Regions from separate parts of the Mus musculus genome. Here region 2 is linked to region 1. Evidence: chromatin contacts called from public HiChIP or PLAC-seq data. All regions are on one chromosome and are shown on one strand. The core of a region is the stretch at or near the end of the contact, and the rest is flanking DNA. Distances in the headings are between cores, read along the strand shown.

Evidence for each region. HiChIP or PLAC-seq counts read pairs in DNA pulled down with a chosen protein or histone mark.
Region 2: an HNF4G HiChIP or PLAC-seq map of pancreatic cancer cells shows a contact between it and region 1. The contact joins the promoter of Itgb3 here to the enhancer-like site in region 1. A contact is called at or near these places in 3 of 39 promoter capture datasets (cranial neural crest, hippocampal neurons and maxillary cranial neural crest), 1 of 15 datasets of contacts at CTCF or cohesin (pro-B cells), 1 of 484 Hi-C or Micro-C datasets (embryonic stem cells), 6 of 115 datasets of contacts at active chromatin or transcription factors (bone marrow-derived macrophages, embryonic limb bud, embryonic stem cells and 2 more) and 1 of 9 other capture datasets (embryonic stem cells).

The regions. Positions count from the first base shown.
Region 1 is chr11:104,947,565-104,954,266 of GRCm38.p6, reverse strand. It overlaps Gm11639, which reads right to left. Exons shown (of 108, transcript XM_017314877.1): 81 at 4,014-4,067; 82 at 2,921-3,025. Among named protein-coding and RNA genes, the nearest start is that of Gm25362, 130 kb to the left of the region's middle. Within about 2 kb of position 1,651, at least 10 of the 459 cell types and tissues checked have an H3K27ac peak or open chromatin away from gene starts, as enhancers often do. A contact at or near this core is called in pancreatic cancer cells, where this site is marked.
Region 2 is chr11:104,605,243-104,611,925 of GRCm38.p6, reverse strand. It overlaps Itgb3 (integrin beta 3), which reads right to left and starts at 3,926. Exons shown (of 15, transcript NM_016780.2): 1 at 3,762-3,926. The coding sequence starts at 3,837.

The DNA.
Region 1 (6,702 bases), core at 402-2,901:
GTAGAGTTTGTTTCAGATGTGGCAAGCTGTCACTGGGTAAGAAACTGTCCTTGTTTGCTTCAACTGCTGATGGTATGCTGTCCAAACTGGACAAGAATTGAGATGCAGGGAAGTAGACTGTTAAGCTTTGCAAGGACAAGGTAGGCAAGCCCTTCAAAATTCCTGTTTCTCAAAAAAGTCTATTAAATATTCTGGGCCAGAAGGCTGAAGATAGAGGTTCCAATGTTATTGAACAATTTGGGAGGACTTCTCAGGCAGCCAATGACTCTGTCACTTTTATAGTTTTGGAAGTTGCTAGCTCTGCACTTCCTGCTTACTCAGGTAATATTTATCCTCCTCAAGTTTCTGATGGGGTTAAAGACTAGATAGTTGTAGTCTCACAATAAAAGCTTAAGTTTTGGACTTAAGAACATGTTTTTGGGTATAAGAAGATGTTTTTAGATTGATAATACAAGTTATGATAGAAACTGATTTAGGTGCAAAACTTCTGAACTCAGCCAGATAGACTAGATAATAGAGTACTTTCTCCTAAGTTGCCATTTATAAATGGACTAGATACTGTGAATACAACTCTTACATGATGGTTTTCATAATTGTTCTTACTATATACAGTTTATTATTGTAAGAGAAAGATTTTTATTGGACTAAAAAGGGGAGATGTTGGTGTTGGTCTTGTGCAGTGCATATTTAGATGCTGGGCTCTGTGCCTCAAAATTGGGTTGCAGTTTGGACATAGGCATTGTATTGACCAATATGCTATAAAGAATGCTCCCCAATAATCTTTGATTGATGACTAAAAGACTGGAGTCTATAGCTTGGCAAAGAGGATAGGAAGGCAGTACTTATAATTGAGTGGGTTGTCTCAGGAATGACCATGAGGGAGAGTGGAGAGAGAAGAAGAAAAGAGAAGAGAAGAAGGAGGCTGTTTTGAGGCAGGAGGGACTGTGAGCATGTGGTCAAGAGAAGCTAACCTCGAGGACACACATGGAACAGAGAAGACTCAATTGGCAAGTGACAGGGCATTTATCTGGTTATTGATGGCCTAGTCAGGTTAGAATGGTTCAGAACCTACCTGACCACTACCATGCCTTCAGCTTGTTAATCACATCTGATGTCTCACTGTTGTTTACTCAGGAGCTAAATGGGATAGAGTGGGGCAGAACCCACCCCCTAAAATTACTACAATATTTATACTCAGTGCAGTCACTTTGGAAGATAATCTGGCTTTCTTTAAAAAAAAGATTTATTTTATTTCTCTCTCTCTCTGTGTCTCTCTGTGTCTCTCTCTGTCTCTGTCTCTCTGTCTCTCTGTCTCTGTCTCTCTCTCTCTCTCTCTCTCTCTCTCTCTCTCTCTCTCTCTCTCTCTCTCTCTCTGCAGATAAGAAGGAATCAGATCCCTTGGAGATGAGTTACACATGGTTTGGATTACATTATAGGGATAATCGCTTGTGGATTATGTGGAAACATCATCTGTCAATAAAAAGCTGATGTTCCTATTAGCAAAAGGCAGAAACTACAAGGTGGGAGTTCTGGTAGGGAGATTGCAACGATGGGAAATAGTCAGAGGTGGGGAATTTGTCACCCAGACTCGTATGAAACTGAGGAGAGGTAACCACCATGTGGCAGACATAGAATCGTTTAAATGGGTTAAATAAGTTAGGAGCAAGTCAGGGAACAAGCCTAGCAAAAGGCCACAAGTATTGTTAATAAATAGTAAGCCCCTGAGTCATTGTTTGGGAACTAGGGTGTGGGTGGAAAACGCCATGGTTACATACATGATGTGGATGCTGAGAACAGAACTCTGGTTTTTTTCAAAGAGAAGTTTTAACTACTAAGTCATTTCTTCAGCCCCTGGACTGGCTTTCTTTAACCATTAAATAAAAAGTTACTATATGGCCCAGAAATTTTGCTTCTATAAATATACTAGAAAAGTTAAAACATACATCAACACAAAAACTTGTATGTGGATACTTGCAGGACTATCCATACTTGCCCAAAATTGGAAATAATTAAATACTCATTTACCAATGAACATATAATAAATAAAATATGATATTTCTATTATTTCAGACTATTCAGTAACGAAGTATTGGTACATAATAAGACACTATGCAATGCCATTTATAGGAACTGCTTGCAGTAGGCAGATTGATGAAGATGGGTTAGTGGCTGTCCTAGTGGTGTAGAAGAATTAGGGATGAGGAATGACTGGCACTGAGTGTGGTGGTTCTATGTGGGGATAACAGAATTACTCTCAAAATAACAATTGTGATCAGTACAGATCTGTAACCACAGAGAACACCATCAGATCATGCACTAGTTATTATGTATGTGTGGGTGTTCTGTCTACTCAAATGTCTCTTCACCATCTGCATGCCTGGTGTCTGAAGAGGTCAGAAGACGATGTTAAGTCCTTTAAAACAGAAGTTACAGAGAGTTTTGATCTACCATGTGCATGCTGGGAACTAAGCTGTGTTTTTAATCACTGTGCTAGCTCTCTAGCTCCATCACGCCTTTCTCTGGATTAATTATTTAGCATATGAGTTATTCTCAGTAGAGTTTAACAATATTCTACCAGAACTTTTCACCTTTAACAATGAAATCAACGATCTTTCTCAATATGCTAAATATGTCTAATAAGTCTATTATGTCAATAGGTAAATGTACCTTTGCTTTTTAAAAATTCTGATGTTATTTTTAGTTTCTTCCATTTTTTTTTAATCATGTGAGCTCCTTAGTGGTATGGACACAGGAACAGAAAACATGTATCAAGGGCTGCCTGGTTTCTTAAACACTGACACTGATAGTTTTCATATATATATTTCTAGTCTTTAAAATCATTCTTTAATTCTTTGCAACAATTAAAAATGAAATTTTGATGAACGAAATTCAACCTCACAAGAAGCTTCCATGGACTTACCGTTGAAGGGCAACGTTTTCATCAGTTCCTCCAACTCCTTGTCTGTGAGCTCGATACCAAGGTTCTCCAGGACACTCGGTACATCACTGGCCTCAATCTTCTCCCCTGTCAAAGGAGACTGGCTAAGGACCACAGTTCAGACTATGCTCATCATGGCTACCAAAAAGAGTTTCCTTATCATTAAAAGTATCCCCATTTTCAGGTCAAAGATGAAAGTGAAAAGAAATCATTTAAAAACTATTGCGACCATAAACTTGTTAGGCGAAGTTTATATCTCATAATACAAATAAGCTACTTTGACAGTGAGTAAAATCTGATAAAGTTAATTTGTTACATTTATTTTTTAGTGTGTGTGTGTGTGTGTGTGTGTGTGTGTGTGTGTGTGCGCGTGTGCACATGTGTGTATGGTATCTGTCGTGGTGCAGGCGTGGAGGACAAAGGATAACTTGGAGGAGTTGATTTTTTCTTTCCACCATGTTGACCCGAGGACCTGAAGGCTTCATCCTGCCCGGCAGCATGCACCTTTACCTACTGAGCCACCTCACAGGCCTAATTTAATTTATAACAAAATACTTACATAAAATTTTCTTCAAAAATAATTTCTAGACTTATTTATTTGCTTCTTTACTTTTGAGACAGAGTCCCTTTGTGTTTAATACCAGCCTCAAAGTTGTATAGCTGAGACTGGCTTGGAACTCAGTCCTGCCTCAGTCTCCAGAATGCTGGATTAGAGCTATGAGATACTATTCTTAGGGAAAAAACATTTTGATTTTTAAAAGAGAATTACAATGGATATGACGAGGGCATTGACTTGACTATTTGAAGACTTGACTCAGGTTCAGTGTACCTTTCTCTACTGGGTTTTCAAAGTGCCATTGAAGCAAATTATAACATCATGAGCAACAACAGATTACAGAATCCCATTCCAAAACTATGGAAAATTTTAAAACATGTAGCTGTAGAGTCCAATATTGTCAACAAGTTATAAAAATACCAGAATTTATAAGTCAGGCATCAGGTATTGAGAAATATTACCGAATATGAAGCATTATTGAGGATAGCCCAACCCTAACTTTATAACCTTCCCACTCACCTGTATAATCTTTCAGTTTTTGCATCAGTGTTTGTAGCGAAATTTTCTCATCAACTATAGGAGAAGATTAAAAGACATTACGATGTAACAGAGACTGTGGGACTCTCTGCATTACCATTGTTTGGGCACCATACCCATTTTCCAGATACTTCAGAAACTGCTACTGAACGTACTTTCTAGGTTAACACTTTGTCATAACTCCCTTAACAAGATTCCAAAAAGGAAGGTTCCAGGTGACACCAGCAAGGTGATTGACTTGAGAGGCTTATAGTGCTGTTTCCCGAGTCTTCTTCAAAAAGGACCTAAACTACATTTTTGACTGTTTACTAAAGGGGAGTCCTGGTGTAGAGCAAAGGTGTGGTAGAGATCCTGTGGGGCATGTGACCTCAGGCTGGATGTACAGGGAAAGGGAGAAAGCGTTTTGAATGTCATTAGCTCCCTAGGAGTAATTAGTGTGGAGCTCGGTGGGAAAATGACAATCAGCCCCCCCCCCGCCACCCCCGCCACCCCGTTACTAGCACAGATACCAGAGTCCTCTGAGGTATGGCCTCAGAGCGTTGCTCTCTTGAGACTCACTGGTAGTGTGCATTAGTAGATTGTCTAAAAGCCTGGATTCAGCGCCATCCCTTCTCTCTGCTCCTAGCTCAAGATACAATTAGTTGTTTGTTTCCACACACAAAGCCACCTTTACCACATGTCCCAAGTGGTGATACAGACAAGAGGTGATGCTAAGTCAATATCAGACTCTGAATCTCTTAAGCCATACAGACATCTATTTCATAAAAAAATTGTACTGGGTATTTTGTTGCTCTAGTAGAAAGATAACTGCCAAATTCTTCTATCAATAGACAGACTAACAAAATGGATAGAAGAAGAAAAAGACTCCATGATCTTTAGTATACTCAACATTCCTGAACATCTCACAATTTAATATTGCAACCAATGGAGAAATGAAAGCTTTTCCACCAAGATTTATCGTAAGATACCTACATACACTTTTATCACTTCTAGTCAAAGTAGTACTGATGTAGTCATGAGAGCAGACAAGAAAAATGAACTAGAGGTATGCACATTGGGAGGGAAGGAGAAAACAAAGAGTCAAGCACAGAAAGAAAAACACTGAAAGGTTTTACATACACATGGGGTGTAAGACAGCTGAACTTTGAGAAATAAGAAGTATGCTGGCTAACAGGGCCTGGACTAGGGATGAAGTTGGGGAGACATTGGTCAAAGGATAAAAAAAATTCAGCTAGATAGAAGGAATGGTCAAAAGATCTGTTGTACAACAGTTAATATAGGTGCATTGTATTTTTGAACATTTATTAAGAGTAGAGTTTACATGTATGCTTTACAAAAAAATGAAGTTACACATAAGTTAATTAGCTGGATGCTACCATGCTACAATGTACACACACACTCAAAAGAACACTCCATAAACCATTCACCCAACTTCTTGTCACTTAAAATATTAAAGTCTTTAAAAATTTCAATGATGTCATAACTGGCTTATAGTGCCTCAAATTTGTCTGTATTGAGAGGGAAAATGACTTGGATGCAGTCCATCCCGAGTTTGAGATCACAGTCAAAATGTGGAAGGCTTTTTATTCTATATGGTACTCGTGAGGGCAAAAATCTCATAAACCAAAGGTTAACGTTTTGTTTTTTAAATAGGAATTGGATGCTCATATGCTAAAATGAAATCAGTGGCTTTGATCAATGATACAGAATAGTGCCTCCTATTTGGCAGCTCTTCTTGGGTTCTTCCTTCTACTTAGGAAAATGGTTACACACACACACACACACACACACACACACACACACTGACACGGGTTCTTTGAAGTAAACTATGGTACTATTATTTGAACGTATGTCCTCTTTAAAATCCATATAGAATTTATTTGCCATTTTAATAGTATTTAAAGGTGGAATTAAACATTTTTGGTGGCATGTGTGTGCTTGTGAGTGCACAGGCTGTGATGCCCATGGGGTGGTCAGTGGACAACCTCGGTGTTGGTCCCCACCTACACTGTTGGAGACAGGCTCTCTAACTGGTTTTGCTGCTGCCTAGGCCAGGCTGCCTGGCCCTCGAGCTTCTGAGGATTTTCCTGTGTCTGCCTCCCATGTCACTGTAGATCACTGCAGATGTGCTGGGATGACAGACATATACTACTGTATCCTTCTTATACGGGACCCCGTGCCTGAATGGCAAGTCCTTTACCTACAGAGCTTCTCCTTAGCCTGAAAATAAGGATTTTTAATAGATTAGCCCATTAGCGTTCTATCATGTAATGATACAGCAGAAAGGCACTCTTGGATGCAGGTGTCTTAATCTAGATCTTCACAATCTCCCAAACTCAGAAAATCAGTTTCATTTCTTTATAAATTATACAGTCTATGTACAGAAGTTGGGTCTGGTTCTACTTCCCAGCCCCATGCTCCCGCTCCCAGAAGTAAGACTCAGACTTAAAATATATTTATATATAACTTGGCCATATAGCCAGCCTCTTCTCTGACTAGATCTAATTTAAAATATCTCTTTTATTTTAACCTTCATTCTGCCATATGGCTGGTTACCTATGCTCAGGTACCATGTGTCTATCTCCTCATATCTTTTCAGGCAAATCTGCCTGGCTCTATCCCAGAATCCTTTCTGCCTTCCGATGTCCCTCACATTTATTACTGATAGGTG
Region 2 (6,683 bases), core at 2,677-5,176, 340 kb after region 1:
TGAGATACAGCAGGCCACTCTGTGGGCAGCACAGAGGCTAAGGACAAACCAAGTGGTTTATTCCTGAAGCTGCTCAGTCACACACACACACACACACACACACACTCCTTGCCCAGTTAATTATCTGTCTGCTGATTCATGACTTGCGGTTCCTGTGGGCATGCCTCCTGACTGTTTCTGCCAACAAGGGCAGGATTCCTGCAGCTGGAGGCAATGATAAACAGAGAAGCCAAGGAGGGTGGAGAACTGCAAAGGAAGAGTTTTCGTCGGGAATTCTAGAGTCCCATTCAGATCCCTCTCCTCGCTGCACTGCCTCCTTGTCCCATTGGATGCTCTTCCAAGCCACAAATGCCACGTCTCACCTTTGCCCTCGTGCTCAAGAACTTGAGGGGAAGAACAGAAAAGATTATTCTAGTGATTCCCTCCAAAGACAGGGAAAAGGGAGACACTTCAGAGGACCCCTGTGTTCTGTCATCCTCTGGTCAGAGGACGGACATCAGTGCAAGGATTCAAAAGATTGGGGTTGTAGTTTAGTAGTGAAGCACATTTATTGTGCACAAAACCCTGGGTTCCATTCTCAGCAAAACACACACACACACACACTCACATACATACATACACTCACACATAGACACACACTCATTCACACACTCATGTACACTCATCCACACTCATGCATACTCACATGCATATATTCAAACATAGACACACACTCATATACACTTACATACATACGTACACTCACACACACTCACATACATATACTCACACACAGAGATACATACACACATATACTCAAACATAACAATTCACACTCAGAGAGACACACTCTCACACACAGACACACTCTCACACAGAGATACACATTCACACACATACACACACTCTCACACACACAGACACACACTCTCACATATATTCACACACAGAGAGACATTCTCACAAACATATATTCTCTCTCACACACACACTGTTCAGGTAGAACACCCGAGACTATAAATATGTAAATATTATATTTCTCCAAGTAAAGAGACATCACCTCTAGGTGCCTTTTTATACCAAGCCCTACATAAATTTTTTTGTTGCCTGTGTGCCAAGCACTGGGCACAGTGCTGAGCAAAATATACATTTTGCTCTCCCTGTAGAGACTGAAGTCTTATGTATGGATTTTACCGCCCTCCATCTCTATGCAAAGTTAAGACTCAAAAAAAAAAATGAATGTGTGGACATCTCTCCTCCTGGGTCTTCTCTGTAGATTCTTGGAGGACCCAAAGGGCTGAAATATGCCAAGCTACCACAGAGGAATGAGCTGAATTCAGAGGCTGTGAGAGCTGAATTCTCAGCTGGGAGCCTGGACCGCACCAATGCACGAAGCAGCAACAGCTCTGGCCCGCAGTCCATAGTAGACAGCTTAATAGCAACAGCAATCACCACGCATGGAACACTTCATTTGAGCCTTTGTCTCATTTAGTCTGCCAACGAGAGGCACTATTTTTCTCCACTTTACAGGTGAGGAAGCCCAACTAAGATATTAGGTAATTTAACAAGATGGCATGGTCAATCAGGGGCAAAGCTAAGAATCAAACCCACATCCCGCTTGCTTAAACCCCAGCTGTCCCTCTTCCCCAGCAAAAAGCCTTTCCTCATCTCTCCTGGCCCTGCGGATTCCTGAAGAGAGCTTTAGTTGGACAGTTCCCAGAATGCGGACTCTAGAGAACCAAGCACCTCATCCTAGCTGACCTAATTAGGTTAGAATACCCACTGCGATACAAGGACGCCTTGTTTTAAATACAACAAAGTATTTAGATGAAGCTAAAAGGATTACTTTTGTAGTTAGAAACTGAAAGTCAGCGTCTCCTCAGAGCAGAATCTCCTACCCCTCCTACTCTGAAGGCCCTTCTGTGGCACCTCACTCCGACCCTGTTCTGTGTGTCCCCAAAGTCACCACACTGCCTGCTTCCCCAGGGACCTAGTGATGTTTGCAACTCTGCCACCAACACTGAGATGGCATGTGAGTATGACAGACACCTCTTGCACAGGATGCTCTAGAGGCTTCTGCCCCTCAACAGGACTCTACATCCTCTCAGAGGGAGCCTGAGGCTAGCTTGGCACAAGCCATCGCCTCCCTAGATTATTCCAATCACAACAAATCTGTGAACAGATATCCTAAAGGATCCGTTGTTTGTTTGTTTGTTTGTTTGTTTGGTGTGTATACCATGTGTACACGCATGCACATGTACATGCATGCTCATATACAATTGTCCCTGGGCAGAGACCAAAAGACAACCTGAGTGTCACTCTTCAGAAATATCACTTCTATTTTTTTAAACAGGATCTCTTTCTATCCTGAGGTGGTGATGATGACACTCAGAAGTCAATGTGAAAGTTATAGATACAAACAAACCACAAAGTGTTTTAAGTAAAATCTCAAAATAGCTGAGGGGAACTGGAAATTGCCTAACACAAAGAGTACTAGCTATCTTTTGTTCAGTGTATCTGTTATCTGTGAGGACACTTTCACGCTGTACAGAAGCAGGGCCTGTCATGACATGCCAATTAAAAAATTAAGTCGAAATGTTTAAAAGGTTTTAAATTCACGAAAGTTAGCCTATCTGTTAGAAACATCAGCTTTCCTGGAGGATTTCCCCATTCCCCATCAACGGCTACCAGCAGCTGACAGAGACTCTAATATCTCCAGGGCAGAATGCTAGAGAGCCTGGTTCCTGTTCTGTGGTGACAAAGCTTGTTCAATGTAGGCTAAAGACCACAGTTTTCATCTTTCGCTTGGAAGCTTCTGCCACAAAAGACAAATATCAGTTCTCTACTGAAACCCCTTTCCCTTTCCCTGTCCCATGTCTATGTTCATCTGTACCACCGTACAAGGGTCAGGAAGGCAGCCACCAAAATCTTTTTTTAGATTACTTAACTTCAAAGTCAACTTAATAAAGTTTACCTTTAACAAATAGTCCATCTGGGTCTGGAGATGTAGCTCAATTAATAAAGTGCTTGCCTGCCATGAGGAGACCCTGGGTTCGACTCCCTGCAGCATATAAACCCTGAGGGGTGGTGCATGTCTATAGTCCTAGCACTCCTTAGTAGAGGCACAGGGGAATCTGAAGTGCAAGGTCACCCTGGACTACACAGAGTGTGAGGTATCCTGAAATATATGAGACTGTATTACACACATGTGCACACACACACACACACACAACTGCGGGTTTTACTTGCTCCAGCTGACCTCCAGCAACCACCCCCTCCCGCTCCCCTAGGCTCTGCGGACTGGATGACTCCCCTTCCCTGCAGCGTTAGTGGGCCTGAAAGCTGACGATGCAGGCAGCTGATGTTGTGGGACACACGCAGGAGAGACAAAGTCAGCCCCAAGGACCTCTGTGCTGACTCCCAGCACACAGTCAGGGAGTGTTGGGTGAGAGGTCGGCCCCAGAAGGGACGGAGCCCGAATCCCTGCTCCTCCTTAAGGAGTGGGGCGGCCAGAAGATTGTCCTGCGCACTCCAGAGAAAGGGGCAACCCAGAGCGCACACACCCACCCAAGCAGGTGAGCTGCATCCTTCTGCCAGCGCACCGGGACGGCCCAGCGGATCTCCATCTTTCCTCTGCTTCCCGGGCCAGGCCAGGATCTCCGCCACCAGCGATGCGCCCTCGAGGCCACGGGAAGAAGGATCCGCCCCCCGCACCTCTGCTTCTCAGTCCTAGCTCCGGGTTCCCAGGGTCCTACGGCATTTCGCGCACCCGACTCGCTCACCTCCAACAACAACGCCCGCCAGCGCCCCCAGCGCCAGCAGAGCGGCCCAGAGTTGTCCCGGCCACTGCGCTCGCATCCTGTCCGCCGCCCTTCACGCCGCGCGCGCGCCACGGCGAGCCTGGCACCCGCAGCTGCTTTTCCTGCGGAGGGGAGGGAAGAAGGGAGGGGACGGGGTGGGTGGGACACAGCGGGGCGGGCGGAGTGCTCGCGCTCCCTCCCTCCGGCTCACGCCTGGACCCTGCCTGAGGCTGAGTGTGATGGGTAAACTTTGCAATCTTCCCCAGCCCCCCGCCCACGAGGACCTGCCCGCGTTCACTAGAGGAGACCGCGCCCCCCGGGGTCCTGTGTGCATCTGGGTCCCAGGTGTCTGCGCCTGGGTGCTCGGTTTAAAAAAAGAAGAAAAAAAAAGCTTTGGGTCACTTCCTGGACTCTGCTAGTCCCACCTCCGCAGAGACATCAACACTGCTATTTCACTTCACCGGGCTCAGTTTGCTTTCCTCCTGGTTTCATTCTTTTCCTCAACGGGCAGGCAGCTGTCAAATGCTTTCTATGCAGCCTCTTGTCAATACCACACCTGCAGCTTGTGGTAGGAAAGACGGATCCGAGTAGAGCCTCTGTCTGTAAATGCTTGCTTGCCCGTAGCAGGTGTCTAAGAATCATTTTAGAACAGTCACCATATTGCCTTCCAACTCAAATTCACTAGCTTTATAGTATTTTCCTCAGAGAACACTTGCTGCTGTTCCTATCCCCTGCACTAGTTTCCTTGAGTCTTCCCCAGATGGGAAACCCCTAGACGTGCAAAAGGTGCAAAATGCTGAAGCTGATCAGGATGTCATAAGAAGTGACTGGGCCTGTGCATCCTTACGCAAGAAGGGTAGTGTTGTAAAATAAATAAATAAATAAATAAATAAATAAATAAATAAATAAATAAATAAATAAATAAAACTAGGGCAGGCGATGTGGTGCAATCGGCAGAGCACTTGCCTAGCAACCACTGGGCTCCATCCCCAGCACTACGTGAAACAGGATGTGATGCCTACAATTCCAGCCTAAGGAGGCAGGAAGACCAGAAGTTCCAGGTAGTGCTTGAGTACATAGGGAGTTCAAAGCCAGCCTGAGCTAGAGCAGACTCTGGAGGAAGGGTGTGGAAAGAACTCAGCCATGATCCATCACCCAGCCTTAGCCCAAGAGATTTTTGTCACTCCTAAATGTCCCATGCCTTTCCATCTGACTGACCTTCCTTCCTCTTTCCATTTGGAAAATCCCACTTACTTTTCAAAACATCTCAAATGCCATGTCTTCCACGCCATCTTGTCTGATGTTCCTCCTCCTCCAGCCTTGTCCTCTCCAGAGGTGTACCCTTCTTCCTCAGACTTCTCACACAACAGGATATTATATCATTTCATGTCACAGATATGAACTTTATAACTGTATAAATTCATGGACACAATTGTATTTTCCCCGGTATTTCATTACTCTACACAGTGACTCATAGCAAGTTTGAATACACCCTAGGCTACATAACAGGAAAGTATCCCAAGCAAACCAAAAGTAATAGTGAGGCTAGGGAGATGTCTCAGTGGACAAGAGTGCTTGCTGGACCAATGTGAGGACCTGGGTTCAAATTCCCCAACAACCACAAACAGATCTGAGCATAGACATCTGCTGGCCTGTAATCCCAGTGCAATGGGAGGAAGTGGTGAGGCAGAAGGCTGCCCGGCAGCTAGCCCAGCTCCAGGCTTAGTGAGAGACCCTATCTTGTGAAAATACAGCATCCTCTGATCTCCACATGTATGTGCATGGGTACACATGGGTATAGCCATGCAACCACCGTATACATAAGCCTACACTACACACACACACATATCACACACTTATATACATATACACACAAAACAGTAATTTAAAAACACAATTTAGGCTTTTTATTTTAAATGGTTATTCATCTCTTAAATCAGGAGAGCAAGAGATTCACCCATCTGTCTACCACTTCTGCTACTCTTCACTCTGTTCTCTAGTTCTGAGTTTCAGTCTAGAATCATCTCCCTTCGTCGTGCTAAACTTTACGTTTAGCAACTCCTGGACCTGGAGGAATGGTTCAGTGTTTAAAAGTACTGTCTGCTGTTCTGGAGGACCCAGGTTCGAGTCACCCTCATGGCAGCTCACAACCATCTGCAACTCCAGTTCCAGGGGATCGGATATCCTTATACAGACATGTGCAGGCAAAGCATCGATGCACACAAAGTTAATCGATGATATTTTTAAGTTTAGCAACTCTTACAACTCTCCTTAAACAAATTTGCTGAACTTCTGGCTATTTCACTGTGTTTTTGATGATATTTCTTATAAATGGCTTTATAAATTGTCACAAGTTTCCCTCCACCCCTTTCTATGTCCCTGTTTTTTTAAAGTTAATTTGTAGAGTGTGTGTGTGTGTGAGTGTGGTGTGTGTGTGTGAGATGTGGTGTGTGGGGTATACATGTGGTGTGTGTGTGTGTCCTGTGTGTGTGGTGTGTGTATGTGTGTCCTGTGTGTGTGGTGTGTGTGTGTGAGGTGGGGAGTGTATGTGTGGTATGTGTATGTGTGCCCTGTGTGTGTGGTGTGGTGTGTGTGTGTGTGTGTGTGTGTGTGTGTGTGTATATGTGTGTGGTGTGGTGTTTGTGTGTGTGGTGTGTGTGTGTGTGTGTGTGTGTGTAGTGGTGTGTGTGTGTAGTATATGTGTGGTATATGCAACTATATGCATGCCATGGTACACATGGAGGTGGAGGACAGCATAGGATCCAGGAATGGAACTCAGATCATCAAGTTTGCTTAACTAACACTTCTGCCCTGTGAGCCATCTCCTAGTGTTCAAGTTTGAGTCTATCTCGGCAGAGAACTTGAAGCAGCTGTTCACATCCTGACAGGAGGCCAGAGGGCAAA